Linked DNA regions of Mus musculus: regions 1, 3, 4 and 5 are each linked to region 2. A link is a contact called in public Hi-C and HiChIP or PLAC-seq data. All regions are on one chromosome and are shown on one strand. Each heading gives the region's core, a stretch centred on a gene start, on an enhancer-like site or on the middle of the called end of the contact. The rest is flanking DNA. Distances are from core to core; before and after follow the strand shown.

Region 1 (2,973 bases), core at 257-2,756, 900 kb before region 2:
CTTCTTCAACTAATAAAAAGGACCCTCAAGGCTTCAAGTATCTCTGTGGGGATGGGGTTAAAGAGGAGCGAGCCCAGTCAGACTGGAGGACAGCTGTTTTCAAAGCTTTGCAAGATGTTAGGTGAGAGAAGTCTAAACCTGTTCTCATGGACTCTGGAGAACAGAAACAGAAAGTTCAAATAAGTCCTCTCTACTCATAACAACTGGTTACAAACAGCTCCAGAAGTTCCTGTAACCATTAGTCCTAAGGCAAGTGAGCTGCAGAGGGAAGGGCTCCCTTGCTGTAAGACCAACTGGCAAGGCTGGCAAAGCTGGCATAGACTCCAAGGGCTCCAGTATGAGCATCATCTCAGGCAAGCACTTTTCAAATAGTTTCCCATGTCCCATCCCGACCTGATCAGAATCTATAGGGTGGATCTGGGATCTATTTTAAAAGCATCCCTCCACACCCTGCAATGGTTTTAGTAACAGGTGTGTGTGTGTGTGTGTGTGTGTGTGTGTGTGTGTGTGTGTGTGTGTGTGTTTGAAGGCAGGACCAGGGACTGGAGGAAGGGAGTTAGAACCATCCAATGACTGGTTCCCAAGGGTCTGTGTTCTATTTCTCAAACTACCCCCACCCTTACCAGGGCCTAAGGATGTTGGGGACTGTAGCTTCACAAAGTATGTACTCTTGATTTGGGGATTACTTAAACATCTAATAGCAACACACACACACACACACACACACACACACACATTTTTGTAGCAAGGTTATTCTGTAGCAAGATTGGCTTTGAACTCACGTTCTTCCTGCCTTAATCTCCAAACACATTCTCCCTCATCTCTGAAGACTGATGTCCCATGGAAGCCACCCTTTTAGATGACCCAGACTTGTGGTCTTGAAGGAAGACTGATGGAGCCACGACTTCCATCAGAACAGGCAGCTTTCTTCCACCACACCTAAACGGCCAGGACACTCATGCAACTGGGAGTCCTTTATGCCATTCTTTCCCCTACGGGCATCCTGGACCATGTCCAGGTCGCCCTTAAATGGAAAAAAAGGGGGACTCTGTCAGTTTCTCTCCTTTGGGTCATTCTTGTGCTTTGGTATGCCACAGGTCAGTGTTAGAGCACACCTCTTTCCGGGGACATTAGATGTGCTCGCGGAAGCACTGGGTCATCAACACCCACAGCAGAACGGGAGTAGCTAACAAAAATAACATGAAATTTAAAAAAGAAAAAGAAAAACGGAGTGGCTGCCTTTGGCCTTGACCCCACAGCGCCACCTGGTGTCGATCCGTACAGAGCAAACTCGACGCCTGCAAATCTCTGTGGCTCCCCACGCCCTACGCAATTACGGCCATCTGCTGGTACCCGAGCTTCACTGTGTATAAATAAATGATGTGTGAAGTCCCTTCTGCACTGCGTGATTGTGAGAAGGTCAATGGGGAAAAGTGAGACAGAGTACTAGGGCTGGCCTGATGGTACTGTGCTGGGCCTCCGCAGCCAGCAGAGGGCAGCCTGTCTCCACCTTTGGATCATGGTATTCTGTGTGTCCCGTCCAGGTAGGAGGATCCATTTGTGTTTATGGAATAAACCATTGTCCTCTGCGCACAAACCTCCCTGAGAATTTCCTGTAGGTCTTGAGCCATGTTTGAGAATTGTCAGGGCCACTTAGGGCTAACACTCTTTGATCTCCAGCTGTTGGGCAGGTGTTGTAGGTCCAATGTTGGAGCATTGCTGGCCTGATCCTCTGGCTAATAAAAGCATAAAACCTATTGGTTAAATTCCACTCACTGTTTTGAAAAACTCAGTGAGGGCGCATTTTCATGGATTGACACAGCATAGCTCTGGGTACAGTAGGTGTACCTAAGATGAACAACACTACAACCCTTCAGACAAGCCTATTTTCCAAGCCTGCTCTTCCGTACAGCTGGTTGTGAGGCCCTAGCAGAAAAGCAGATGGCTAGCTGCCTCTCCCCACCATACACACACACACACACACACACACACACACACACACACACACACACACACACACACTTCCAAGAAGTGAGATCTCTGGAGTTGATACAAAAAGTCCTCTAGCTGAATTTCTCTTTACAAGGGGCTTTGCAAAAGCTGAAGTGCTGAGTACATTGTCAGGACATAACTGAGCCTTTCAAAAGCCAAGTCCACAAAATCCCCGCATCCTGAGATGGGGTGGAGGGCAAATAGGGGAAGGTGGTGGCCTTTGATCATTTGGTTTCCTTAGAACCAATACCACAAAGTAAACAGACCTTAGAAAACTCCAGAGTGATTGCCTTTGGTTCATTTCAACTAGGCCTTGCCAAATCCAGCCCTGGCTCCCTGGGTCCCTAGGACCCCCACAGACAGATGAGGAAAGAGTTCAGTTCTAAATTGCTTTATTGATCAGATGATAAATCAGCTTCAACAGCCCATGCCTACAGCCCTTGCAGAGAATCGATGTACAGCCTTGTCCCTTCCGTCTTGGGGAGCATCAAGGCCCAGCCCTTCCCCTTCTCCCCTCTGCTCCTTACCTTGGGGCCTGGATGGGCTGGGCAAGATAATGAAGGTTACTAGAGAAAGATGGGGTGATAGGAGAAGGGTCTGTGTCTGCGCTGGAGAGGAATGAGGACGTGGGGTTCAGAGGAACCCTCAGGAGTGGCTAGAACACAGCTCTACCCTGGGCTATGCTGCATCAAAAAGTGTCCATCCCAGCTACCCGACCCAAGGTTAGACCCAGAATTGACTAATCCAAGATCTGGATGACTGATAAATGTAAATGCTTGTTCAGGAATTCATTAGGATCTTCCTTGCCCATCAAAGAGGGAACTTGATGCCTAAGGAGGTCAGGCAAACTCTAGACTTTGGGGTACTCTGACATGGGTTGCTCTCCATTCCTAAATGAAAAAAAAAATTCACTATTTCCACACTCAAAGGCAAGACGCCAGAGAAAGAGCTCTTTCTGATGGCCCCACAATTCTATCTGCA
Region 2 (2,729 bases), core at 51-2,550:
CATGTTCTATGGGAGAGAGGTTACTTCTTCCCTTAGAGAAGAAGACCCTGAGGTTCATAAAGAGCACTGGACTTGTGAGATGGTAAGAAATAGGTAAGAGATCACTACAGCACTCTCCCTCATTAATTAACACAGCATACATGCAATTATTTCTGCATAGCGTATTCTCTGAGCAGCAGCCACAGAATAGAACTGCCTCCTGCATACAGTCTCAAAAATGTGAAGAAGAATTAAATAAATGAGTTTCTTCAGGCGCCTGAGGCCCCTGGAACAAAGCCTGTTATGCCCAAAGCTACCTAAAGTAGACATTTGGCAGAGAATACCTCATGTCTGATTGGGGGTGTGCATGGGGGGAAGTAGAGTGATATAAGTGGCAGGGCTCAGTGTAAGGATAGTTGGTTTCTGTGGGAAATGAAACGGAGGGCACAGAACATGGCCTCTGAGACAGGTCAAGCAAGATGAAACAGTCTCTGTTTCAGTCTCAATATCATCTGTAGCATGGTGTTGATCAGAGATCCTTAAGAAGGAAAGCCTGGGCCTCCGTGTATTACCTGCCATAGCAAGACACCAAAAACCAGTCAGCATATCATGGTTGTAATAAGGCAGATAACTTGTTCAACCTGACCCTTAGTTTCTATTTCTACAGAATGTGGTTCCAGTGCCCACTTTTCCAGAGTGCTATGACTACCCAAGTGCTAAGACTGTGGCATCAGGAAGCCATGGAATGAGAAAAACCTTACTCTCTGCGGACTCCTCAGTTTCCTTTCTATGATGATGACAGCCATTGTCCCTGCTAGGTATTTCTTGAGGAAAGAGAAACCATACACATACTATAATGGTAATATCAGGGTCATAAGAGCATCAGATTTGTAGTAGTTTTCGGGAGAGAGGAAGGAATGCCTAGATATACATCCAGGCATTGCTACTCTTTGTCAAGTACCCAGAAAAGACCTTCTACACAGGGCCCACACTTGATACCTACTTCCTGCTAGCACAGTATATAGATCGGCTCTACAGAAGTAGTAAAGTTATACAACATACTGACCTTTAGGAAAGGTTTATCACTGTGAACTGTGTTACTAAGGGGGCATGTGATGTTGTACTTTTCACTTTCCCTCTCTAGGCCTTAGATATTAATGAAGTTTAGTTGAGATTTGTTGGAGACATGCCACATTAAGCTTGAGATGCCTAGGACCCCTGATGACGAGGAAAAAAAAACTGCTGGGGGTACTGTGTCTCAGAACATGAGGTATGGCCTCTTCTGGGTGCCAGTATGAGCACTGAGAGGCCCTTGTCGCAGGTACCTCGTGATGTTTTTCCTGCAACCATTATTAGTACGTATCATTCTCCTTATCTATTTACTGTTCCTTCTCTTTCCTTCTTCCTTCATTATTTGGTGACCTGGCAAGACCTAGTAGGAGGCTGCTTAATATCCAAAAACTAGATGTTACTGATAGTATTAAAGTGAAATTTGTTCATGAATTTGAGAGAAATGTGTGTTACAGTCACTCGCTCGAGATGGAAATGAAAGTAACCTAGAGCTGCGGGCAGAGATGAGTAAATCTGCAGCTGTTCCCCCAGTCTTAGTCTCAGTTCTGCATATTAAAAACAGGACATTTTTTATTACAAAACTGAGGATGGAATAGCATACAAATATTTCCCAGAAAGTCAGCAATGGCTTCCTTGGGTTCAGGGAGGATGATAGTAGCCCTGTAGGAATTCTCCATACAGGTCAAGTGAGAATGTTTTTCTAGATAGACAGGTAGAGAGTCCTGAAGACTGCAAGGTTATCAGGATGACCTCATTTTTGCCCTTTTATAAAACAATACTGTCCCACACATGTCTGAAGATACTGACTGCAACTGCAATACCGCTGCCCCCCACCCCAACCTCACTGGGGACTAGTGGTTGGGGAAATATATATAAAAAAAAGTGCTTCCTGCAAAACTTGTGTTTGAGATTTTATGGTTCCCTTTTTTCTGTTCTAAATCTGTACTACTCTGTATCACAAGAAAATATTGGCACAAGAAAATAGAGAAGCATTTACCCACCGCACCAGTGAACGTTGTAACCCAACCTCCTTTTGTGATTTCAATAAAAGACTGAGGCTGAGTCACATCTATATGAGTATTCTGACTCCTGAGTTCAGAAAGATCTCATGGAAATGAACAAGCCTGTCAGCTTCTCAGTCAATGTGTTTTGTTATTTACCTATCAGGTATCTCTAGTCTTTGATTACCCCCAACTCTTATTGAGACTAAACCCTGGCAAAGATTGCTGGCTGTTTACCTGGCTATCTTTAGAATTACCTACCAAACTGAAAGAAATCTTGGCTCCAGATTCCTTTAATTGTTTTGATATGGGTATTGGCATCTGAAATACCAAGTATAGGCTTTAAAACAACCAAAAATATTTGTGATTTTTCCCTTGATAGAAATGTTAGAACAGCAAGCTGGCATATAACAGTCTCTTATGCGTCAGAATAGCGGGTCTCAGTATGCTGCACACAACTTTCTAAAGCCTAAGTGATGTGCCAAGGACACCTCTCAAGGAGGAAACCCAGGGTCCCTAAGGTCAAACCAAGGGAGTGCCTAAACAGAGAATTCACAAAGAGGAATCTCCCATGGCAGAGTAGCACTTAAAGAAATATTCAAAGTCCTTAATGATCAGGGAAATGCAGATAAAAATGATGCTGAGATTCCACCTTAAACCAATCAGAATAACTAAGAT
Region 3 (2,862 bases), core at 342-2,841, 560 kb after region 2:
ATCATATGTAGCTGGAAAAGAATGAAGACCTAGGTATTGATGCATCAGTTCTTCTTAGAAGGGGAAACAAAATAATCAGGGGAGGTAGATAGAGGGAAGGAGAGACCTGGGAGGGAAGGAGGGAGGGAGGGAGGGAGGGAAGGAAGTAGGAAGAGGAGGAGGAGGAGGAGGTAGAGGAGGAGGAGGAGGAGGAAGAGGGAAAAAGTGACAGGATTGGGTATAGGAGTAGAAATACAGAGGGTCAGGAAAACGAAAGGATATGTGAAGCAACAGCAAATGGAGAACTGGGTGTAGCCAGTTGAAAGTGCCAGATTCCAGGAATGCAAGAGGCTCTCAAGACCCAGTAGGAATGGCATAAGCTGAAATACCCAACAAAGGTGAGAACCTGTAGAGACTATATCCAGAGGTTAGGCACAGCCCCCAGTTGAGGGATTGGCAACCCACCCATCTCAAAAATATTAACAAAGAATTGTCCCTGTCCTGCAGGGATAAAGAATGGAGCAGAAACTAAAGGGAAGGCTATCCAGAGACTGCCCTACCTAGTAATCCATCCCATCTGCAGACATCAAACCTAGACACTACTGCTAATGCCAAGAAGTGCTTGCTGACAGGAGCCTGTTATAGCTGTCCCCTGAGAGGCTCTGTCAGAGCCTAACCAATATGTATGAGGATGCTCACAAACATTGGACTGAGCACAGGGACCCACAATGGAGGAGTTAGGGGAAGGACTGTTGAAGCTGGAGGGGTTTGCAACCCTATAGGTAGAACAGCAATTTCAACAAACCAGAGCTCCCCAATCCCAGAGCTCCCAAGGACTAAACCGCCACCCAAAGAATACACAAGGAGGGACACATAGCTCTAGCTGCTTATACAGCAGAGGATTGCCTTATCTGATATCAATGGGAGGGGAGCCTCTTGGTCTTACGGAGGCTTGATGGACCAGTGTAGGGGAATGCAAGGGTCGTGAGATGGGAGTGGGTGGGTGGGTGGGTTTGGGAGCACCCTCATACAAGCTGGGGGGAGTGGTATAGGGGTTTACAAAGGGGAATCTTGGAAGACAGATAATATTTGAAAAGTAAATAAATAAAATAATCAATAAATAAAAAGAAAGAAAAGAAAAAGAAAAACCTGACAACATACTGGCACCATGCAGGTTATTACTAGTCCTGTTTGAAACAAATAGAAGGAACTAAAGCTCACTGGAGAGGGTCATGAAGAGCAGGGATATGTGGAAAACTGTTATAGATGAATCATTTCTACTCAATGTATCAAAGCTATAAGCTCACATTCCAGTTCAGGCAGTGCTCAAAATTCTGGCTCTATTATGTGAGACAATATTCTTACCTCTCCTGTGACAGTTCAGATAATTAACTGGAATCCTTTACTTTCAATGGTAAGAGTAGCTCTGAAGCAGGGAGATGATTCTATTGTTGGGGCATGCTCACCTTTAAGTCCCAGAAGCAGGATCAACAGCAGGACACAGTGAGGAATGTGGGTCCAGGCATCTAGGAGAAGCATGGTTGGTGTTAAGAACCCTGTTGGGACCAGAATCAGTTCTCATGAGATCTCAGGTTCTTACACGTAGAGAAAGGAAGTATTGTGACTTGTTCTGCATAAAGATCACTTCAATGTTATGTGAAAACAGGAACCATACTGCTTATTTTGAAATAGCTAAACAGTGTTGCATACAGCTTCAGGGAAGGAGTTCAGATTTACCATTTGTTTTTAGAGGGACTCAGATATGCATAACATAATCCTTTCTCCTTCTTTTGACCCTGAGCTTGTGCCATGTTGTCTCGAGTGTCTTGTCTTGGTAACACACCAGTTAGAATCCAGTACAAAAGAATGTTTCCCAAACACCTAAGATACTAGATGTTGTTGATTTGTGTCATATTCTTTTTCAGTGTCACATAAAGTTCTATCTCATATAATATTTGTAAGATCAGCCCAATGCTGGAATAAACCAGTGGTTCTCTGGGAATGATCCCTTGGATGTCCTTTACTGATATCAGTAAATGTAGTCCAAGAGAAACTTAGGAATCTTTTTGCTACACAAGCACAGTAAATTATGTTATAATTAGTATCAATTGCCAACTTCTCACAGAAGAAGGAAGCCACAAGAGACATCAGTGAGAAATTGTTGAAGTCTGACTATATCTTAGCCCATCTGTAAGGGATTATCTCAAGTTAACTGATTTGGGAAAACTCATCTTAATTTTGTGTCAAATATTGTCCTACATAGAGCATCTTGAAGTGTAAAATAGAGCCAGTAGAATACTAGCATGCATGCATTAATACATTGGTCTCTGCTGCTGTCTGTGGATATAATGTGACATCCTGAGTCAAGATCTTGCCACCCTGACGTCTTTGCAATGGAGAACTGTTATTTGGAGTTCTAAGCCCAAAAAAACCCATGATCTCTTAAATTGTCTTTGGCAGGGTATTCAGTCATATCATTTTGATTTCTTCTAGATAGCAAATTGGAACACTTTAGTAATTATATGCTTAATGGAGTTTGAAATGGTAAACTGCAAAGAATATTAAATAGCTTATTTTTGGAGCCAGGGAGGACATAGTGACACAATGATGTCAGAGTCCATTTTAGAAAGAAATAAGATATTTCAATTCTTACTCTATGGAGATAGGAACTAGGGAAAGAGGGGTATAAGTGCCTTCATCAATCTCAGATATGTTTGTAGGTTAATGAGCAGGAAAGCTAAGCCTCAAGATACAATTTATTTCCTGTAATGCATATATAAGAGCTGATTGCCAGATACGGCAATCCTCTGCTACATATCCAGCTGTAGCCGTGAATCCTCCCATGTGTACTCTTTGGTTGGTGGTTTAGTCCCTGCTTATCAG
Region 4 (2,840 bases), core at 338-2,837, 900 kb after region 2:
GCTGGAAGGAGAACAGCCACCTCTGCGGCACTGATGGAGTGTTCTAGAGGTGATCCCAGGGGCACACACACGGGGATCGGAAAAACATTTTCAGGAGTGGTTCTCTCCTATCACGTGGGTTCCAGGTATAGAACTCATGTTGTCAGTTTTTGGTGTAAGTGCCCTTATCTGCCCAGCCATTTTGCTGGCCTTGGACTATTTCTTAAACTTACTTTGGAGCCAGGCAGTGGTGGCGCATACCTTTAATCCCAGCACTCGGAGGCTGAGGCAGGCTGATTTCTGAGTTCGAGGACAGCCTCGGCTACAGAATGAGGTTTTAAAAAATTTTTAATTTTTGAAACGTAGCCTTGGCTGTCCTGGAACTCATATAGATCAGGCTAGCCTCAAACTCACAGAGATCCACCCTCAAGTGCTGAGTTTAAAGGTATGTGCTCCCTCACCCAGCCTTCAATTTTTGTAGCAGCAGTTATCACACAAGATACTGTGACTATTTAATCAATTATATTGCCTGACATTTCAGGAGTACTCACTGAGTTACAGTTTTGATGCGGGGACTCACTCAGTGAAGAAACAAGAAGTGGCTGATTATGTATGTCAGGCCTTAGTTTACTCATGACGCCAAGGTTTAGGTTAAGAGACTTCTCCAAGGTTATAAACTAATCATTGCTAGGTAAGAATTCAAACTGAGATTCGTGGAATTCCAAAGCCATGCTTCTCAGATAGGAGTAAAGTCAAGGCCTGCAAGCCTTTTCTATTAGTTTTCGCTATGCACTTTCAACTTTCCAGCCTCAATTCCTCTTCCGACAAACTCCTTGAAAACCAAAAATGTTTTTGGGAGTGGGAGCTAGGTAGAGCAATGTAGAATAAGGGGGACCTTGGGAAATGGACTGATTTGCAGCTCAGGGTCCGAACAGAAGGAACACAAGAGAAAGGGATTTGGGTTGACCACACCTAAAATTGCCTTTTGAGGATTTGCATGAGAAGCAATCTTGACACAGTGATTCTAAAATATTGTGGTACTACATATAGAAAACTGTGATTTTCCTAATTTCCTGCTTCATAGGTTAGCACTTAAACTGGGAGGTTTTAAAAGGATTTGGCTAGTTAGGAATGCACACTACACCACACCTGTAAAGAAATCTTACTTGGGAAGGAAATTCAATAAAAATGCCAAAATTATAATTGGACTGACTTTCTTTGTTTTTGCCAACAGGTAAGAAAGTAACATTACCAGTTTCTAGGGACATTTTAACATTTTCTTTTTTTCGGGAGGGGCAGCAGTCTTGCAACTGTTTCTCTTTCCGAAGGCTATTTTATTCAATAAAAACCAACCCCATCCCAGTAGAGAGTTAGAAAGCATTCATTGAGAGCGTGCTCCCGCACCCCGCACGCACGCACGCACGCCCGGTGGTGGCTGAGCGGACAGGCGCTGCTGGACCGCTTCTGTAGCCTCCAGGCTAACAACGCCCGAGCCCAACGCTCACGGTACCGCGCATGCGTCTAAAGTACAGCTGCGCCTCCGGGTCTCTGCCCCCCTCCCCTCTCCGATGACGTGCACGGCGGGGGCGGAGCCCGAGGCCGTGGCGGGAGTGGGGGAGGAACTGCGAGGTGTGCGTGGACGTCAGACTGGATAGCGGAAGGTCAGGACGGCCCGGAGCGGAAGTGGGGCTGAGGCGCCTGTCCGCCATTGTGGGCCCGAGGATCGGAGGACGAGCGGGGACGAGCAGTGTGCAGGCGGCGAGCTCGGGCCCCTTCCGCGACTCCCGAGCGTGAGCCCTCTCCCTGGAGCCTGCGAGAGCGGCGGCGGCGGAGGCCGGAGCAGAGCTTCGCGAGGGCGGTAGTCGACTGCTGTGAGTGCTCTCGGCGAGGCCCAGGCAGCGGCGGCGGCGGCGGCGGTTCCTCTCGGGTTACGGTGAAGAATGTCAGCCACTAGCGTGGATCAGGTGAGGGAGCAGGGCCCCGGCTCGGCGAAGGCCGGAGCTGCAGAGCTCCACCCTCGCGTGCGGCGCGGCTCCTCTAGCCGCCGCTAGCTCCGTAACGGCGCCGCGGGTCCCGGTTGTCGGGGCTGCTGCCCAGGCCGGCCTGAGCGCGGGCGGCTGAGTCTGCGGCCGGCGCCCGTGACCACAGGCCCGGAGGTCCCGGCGGCCGCCGCGGGGCCCGGAGCTGGCGGGTGCCGGAGGCGAGGCGGAGAGGCGGCGGGAGGCGGCCGGGCGGAGAGGTTGCGGAGGATCTGGTGGGGTTCACACCTACGCGGATTGTTCTGAAGAACTTGTTTGCAGTGGCTCTGTTTAACGCACTTTTCTTCCCCCTCCCCCTCTTTACCACCTCTGTCGTCTTGCTTCAGAGACCTAAAGGGCAAGGAAATAAAGGTGAGTTTGTTTGTTTGTTTTCCCCTTAGGTGTTCCCTTGATGTGATTTTTTTTTAAAAAAAACTGTAAGCGGTTTCTTTCTTGTTTTTGCACTTCTTTCTAAATATAAAGGATAGAAAAACATCCAACGCAGCTAACAGACAACATTTACTTAGCTCCTGGGTTTGTAGAAACCGAAGTACTAAGAAGAAACAGCTGTCTTGGTTGTATTTCAATGAACGTAATGTTATTTCTTCAGTTTACCATTTATGTTTGTTACATAACTTAGGTCATACTTTTTTCTACATTTGTGTATAGTTGGATAAGTTTTTAAAGTGAACAGCATTCTGTTTGAAATTTCGGGATTACATTTAAACTTGGCAAATCACATGGCGTTCTATGCCACATTGGGTGAAAATCATGCCCCAATCACTGAATAGAATCAGTGAAGTTGCTTGCAAGGAGACAACACCACTATAGAACTCCTAACAA
Region 5 (2,700 bases), core at 116-2,615, 740 kb after region 2:
ACAGAAAACAGAGGAATGCAAACATAAAGACTGCCAGGAACTGGACAATAAAACAACTGAGACAAAGTCAGCTCTATCTAAGGTCCGCTATATTCTTAGAAGCCAGGTGAGAGGTCTTTACACTCCTGGGGCAAGGGCTTTCATGCCCAAGTCATGGTTCTAATTAGGGAGTTCTGCTATAGCTAACTTTCTCATGAATAATGCAATACTTTAGTTCCTCCTAAAACCACAACCCAATCTGCTTCCTAAACCATTGTAAATTCCTGTATATGTGAGTGTCTTGCCTTTTATTCTAAGTGATTGTGTGGGTAGACTTCCTACTAATAAGTAATGTAGTCTGTCATACATAACTATAATAAGAATTCTAAACTTACTTCTCTAAGCTTGCCCTGAGATTACTAACTCTGTGTAGTAGATAGTAATGCCTGATTTCTTTCACTACCTTTCTTACAATATTAGAGGCAATTCTGAATGTCAATGAATAGGCAACATTATTACTGAATTCCAAGCCCAGGGTTGGCTCAAGGGCTACCTGGGGCATTGGTGAAGGCCAAGAAGCAAAGTTCAATTTTTCTTAGGTATTTGGCAAGTCATTGCTTGGAGGCACCTATAATAAAACAATACTGAAAGAAAACACACAGATCAATTCACAAGGACAAGTTTGGAGCATTCCTTATATGGCATAAACAGCCACTCAGGAATCATGAGCAGGAACTAATCAGAGCATGTCAATAATCCTGCTTTTCATAAGAAAGAAAATAAGGCTACATGGAAAGACCAAGAAGGCAAGGGATGTGTGGGGACCTATTATAGATGAATTGTTTGTACTCTACATATCAATGCCGAAATCACAGTAACAAATAATGTAACTGTGTTTGGTAGAGAGTTTTTCAATAGGCAAGGGTCTGCTGAGGTCATTTGTATGAATCCTGACCCAATGTAACTGGTTTCCTTTCAAGACATGGACAAGATCCACAGACATAGGATGAAATAAGATTGTATGAAGACATAGGAAAAAAGTGCAACTTAGAAGAGAAAGCACAGAAGAAAATAGTTTTGTGGAGACTTTGACCCTGGACTTCCAGGCTCCAGAATTGTGAGGAAATGGATGTCTGTGGTTTTTGCCAATAGCCTGTGGCACCTTTCCAAGGTAACATAAGCATTAGGAAAGTAAATTAATGATATAGCTTCTCAGAGCAGCAGCATTCAGTGAGAAGACTGATATGAGATGAGGAAGGAAATAGAGGACAGAGGACAAAATGAGGAAGCTAACTAAGAAAGGATGATAGCTGAGTATTGCCAGAAACATTGCATCTTAAGTCATGTCACTAACCTGCATGCCAGCCTCGATGTGGCAGGAGGCTAACAGAGTTTCCTAAGTTTTGAGCCAGGCAGCCCCACCCACTTCTTTGGAACTGACTCACTGGGTGCAGTGTACCTCAGAGTGATAATGATGCAAATGTCATTTTGCTGAAAGTAATTTTGTCACAAAGTGTGGTCTTAACTCTCAGTTCCAGTTCAAGGCCAATCTGGGAATCAGAGAGAGACTGAGACTCAGAAAGTTGGAAAAAGAAAGAATGGGGGGGGGGGGGATTCAAAGACTAACCATACTCAAATTCAGCACTGACTACCTGTTATTTTTTATTAGATATTTTCTTACTTACATTTCAAATGTTATCCCCTTTCCAAGTTTCCCCTCTGAGAATCCCCTATCCCCTCCCCTGTCCTCCTGCTCCCCAACCCCGATTTCCTGGCCCAGGCATTCCCCCATACTGTGGTATAGAACATTCACAGGACCAGGGCCTCTCCTCCCATTGATGACCAACTTGGCCATCCTCTGCTACATATGCAGCTAGAGCCACGAGTCCTTCCGGGTGTTTTCTTTGATTGGTGGTTTAGTCCCAGGGAGCTCTGGAGTTACTGGTTAGTTCATATTGTTGTTCCTCCTATGGGGCTGCAAACCTCTTCAGCTCCTTGAGTCCTTCCTCTAGCTCCTCCATTGGGGATCTTGTGGTCAGTCCAATTGGATGGCTGTGAGCATCCACTTTTATATTAGTCAAGCACAGGCAGAGCTCCTCAGAAGACAGCTATATCAGTCTCCTGTCAGAAAGTTCATGTTGGTATCTGCAATAGTGTCTGGGTTCAGTGGTTGTTTATGGGATGGATCCCCAGGTGGGGCAGTGTCTGGATACACATTCCTTCAGTCTCTGCTCCAAACATTGTCTTTGTGTTTACTATAAAGAATTATTTTTATTAGATATTTTCTTCATTTATATTTCAAATGCTATCCCAAAAGTCCCCTATGCCCTCCCCCTGCCCTGATCCCCCACCCACCCACCCCCAACTTGTGGCCCTGGCATTCCCCTGTACTGGGGCATATAAAGTTTGCAATACCAAGGGGCATTTCTTCCATGTGATGGCGGAATGGAAATTACTACTTACATTAGAGGTAAAAGACAAGAGCCCTGTTCACCTCGGTCTAGCATCCCAGGTTGGGTTCTGGAGCAGCAATCTTGGAAAAGAATGAATATGATGGCCCATGACCTTCCTCAAAGAGCTATGTGCCCTATTTCTATGCCAGTTGTGATAGTTTGAATGAGAATTGTCCCTGTGACTAATATGTTTAAATAATTGGCAGTTCATGGAACTATTTGTGAAGGGTTAGAAGGTGTATCACTGGGAGTGGGCTTTAGGTTTCAA

What was found. HiChIP or PLAC-seq counts read pairs in DNA pulled down with a chosen protein or histone mark. Hi-C and Micro-C count contacts between places; a contact is called where the count stands out from the background.
Region 1: a CTCF HiChIP or PLAC-seq map of large pre-B cells shows a contact between it and region 2, with 5 times the contacts expected there. The contact joins two enhancer-like sites. A contact is called at or near these places in 1 of 15 datasets of contacts at CTCF or cohesin (large pre-B cells) and 1 of 115 datasets of contacts at active chromatin or transcription factors (large pre-B cells).
Region 3: a contact with region 2 is called in a Hi-C map of bone marrow-derived macrophages, with 16 read pairs. The contact joins the promoter of Sirpb1c here to the enhancer-like site in region 2. A contact is called at or near these places in 1 of 484 Hi-C or Micro-C datasets (bone marrow-derived macrophages), 1 of 115 datasets of contacts at active chromatin or transcription factors (bone marrow-derived macrophages) and 2 of 9 other capture datasets (adipose tissue and liver).
Region 4: an H3K4me3 HiChIP or PLAC-seq map of bone marrow-derived macrophages shows a contact between it and region 2, with 7 times the contacts expected there. The contact joins the promoter of Ythdf3 here to the enhancer-like site in region 2. A contact is called at or near these places in 2 of 39 promoter capture datasets (the C10 cell line and pre-B cells), 4 of 115 datasets of contacts at active chromatin or transcription factors (bone marrow-derived macrophages, large pre-B cells and pro-B cells) and 1 of 9 other capture datasets (liver).
Region 5: a Hi-C map of bone marrow-derived macrophages shows a contact between it and region 2, with 14 read pairs. The contact joins two enhancer-like sites. A contact is called at or near these places in 1 of 484 Hi-C or Micro-C datasets (bone marrow-derived macrophages) and 1 of 115 datasets of contacts at active chromatin or transcription factors (bone marrow-derived macrophages).

Annotation. Positions count from the first base shown.
Region 1 is chr3:14,380,420-14,383,392 of GRCm38.p6, forward strand. No RefSeq gene overlaps it. Among named protein-coding and RNA genes, the nearest start is that of Slc7a12, 99 kb to the right of the region's middle. Within about 2 kb of position 1,507, at least 32 of the 459 cell types and tissues checked have an H3K27ac peak or open chromatin away from gene starts, as enhancers often do.
Region 2 is chr3:15,283,066-15,285,794 of GRCm38.p6, forward strand. No RefSeq gene overlaps it. Among named protein-coding and RNA genes, the nearest start is that of Gm9733, 48 kb to the right of the region's middle. Within about 2 kb of position 1,301, at least 71 of the 459 cell types and tissues checked have an H3K27ac peak or open chromatin away from gene starts, as enhancers often do. A contact at or near this core is called in adipose tissue, bone marrow-derived macrophages, pre-B cells and 1 more, where this site is marked.
Region 3 is chr3:15,846,896-15,849,757 of GRCm38.p6, forward strand. It overlaps Sirpb1c (signal-regulatory protein beta 1C), which reads right to left and starts at 1,592. Exons shown (of 6, transcript NM_001173459.2): 1 at 1,446-1,592. The coding sequence starts at 1,518.
Region 4 is chr3:16,181,578-16,184,417 of GRCm38.p6, forward strand. Ythdf3 (YTH N6-methyladenosine RNA binding protein 3) reads left to right here and starts at 1,588. Exons shown (of 5, transcript NM_001145919.2): 1 at 1,588-1,943; 2 at 2,345-2,369. The coding sequence starts at 1,920.
Region 5 is chr3:16,021,091-16,023,790 of GRCm38.p6, forward strand. No RefSeq gene overlaps it. Among named protein-coding and RNA genes, the nearest start is that of Gm5150, 16 kb to the left of the region's middle. Within about 2 kb of position 1,366, at least 14 of the 459 cell types and tissues checked have an H3K27ac peak or open chromatin away from gene starts, as enhancers often do. A contact at or near this core is called in bone marrow-derived macrophages, where this site is marked.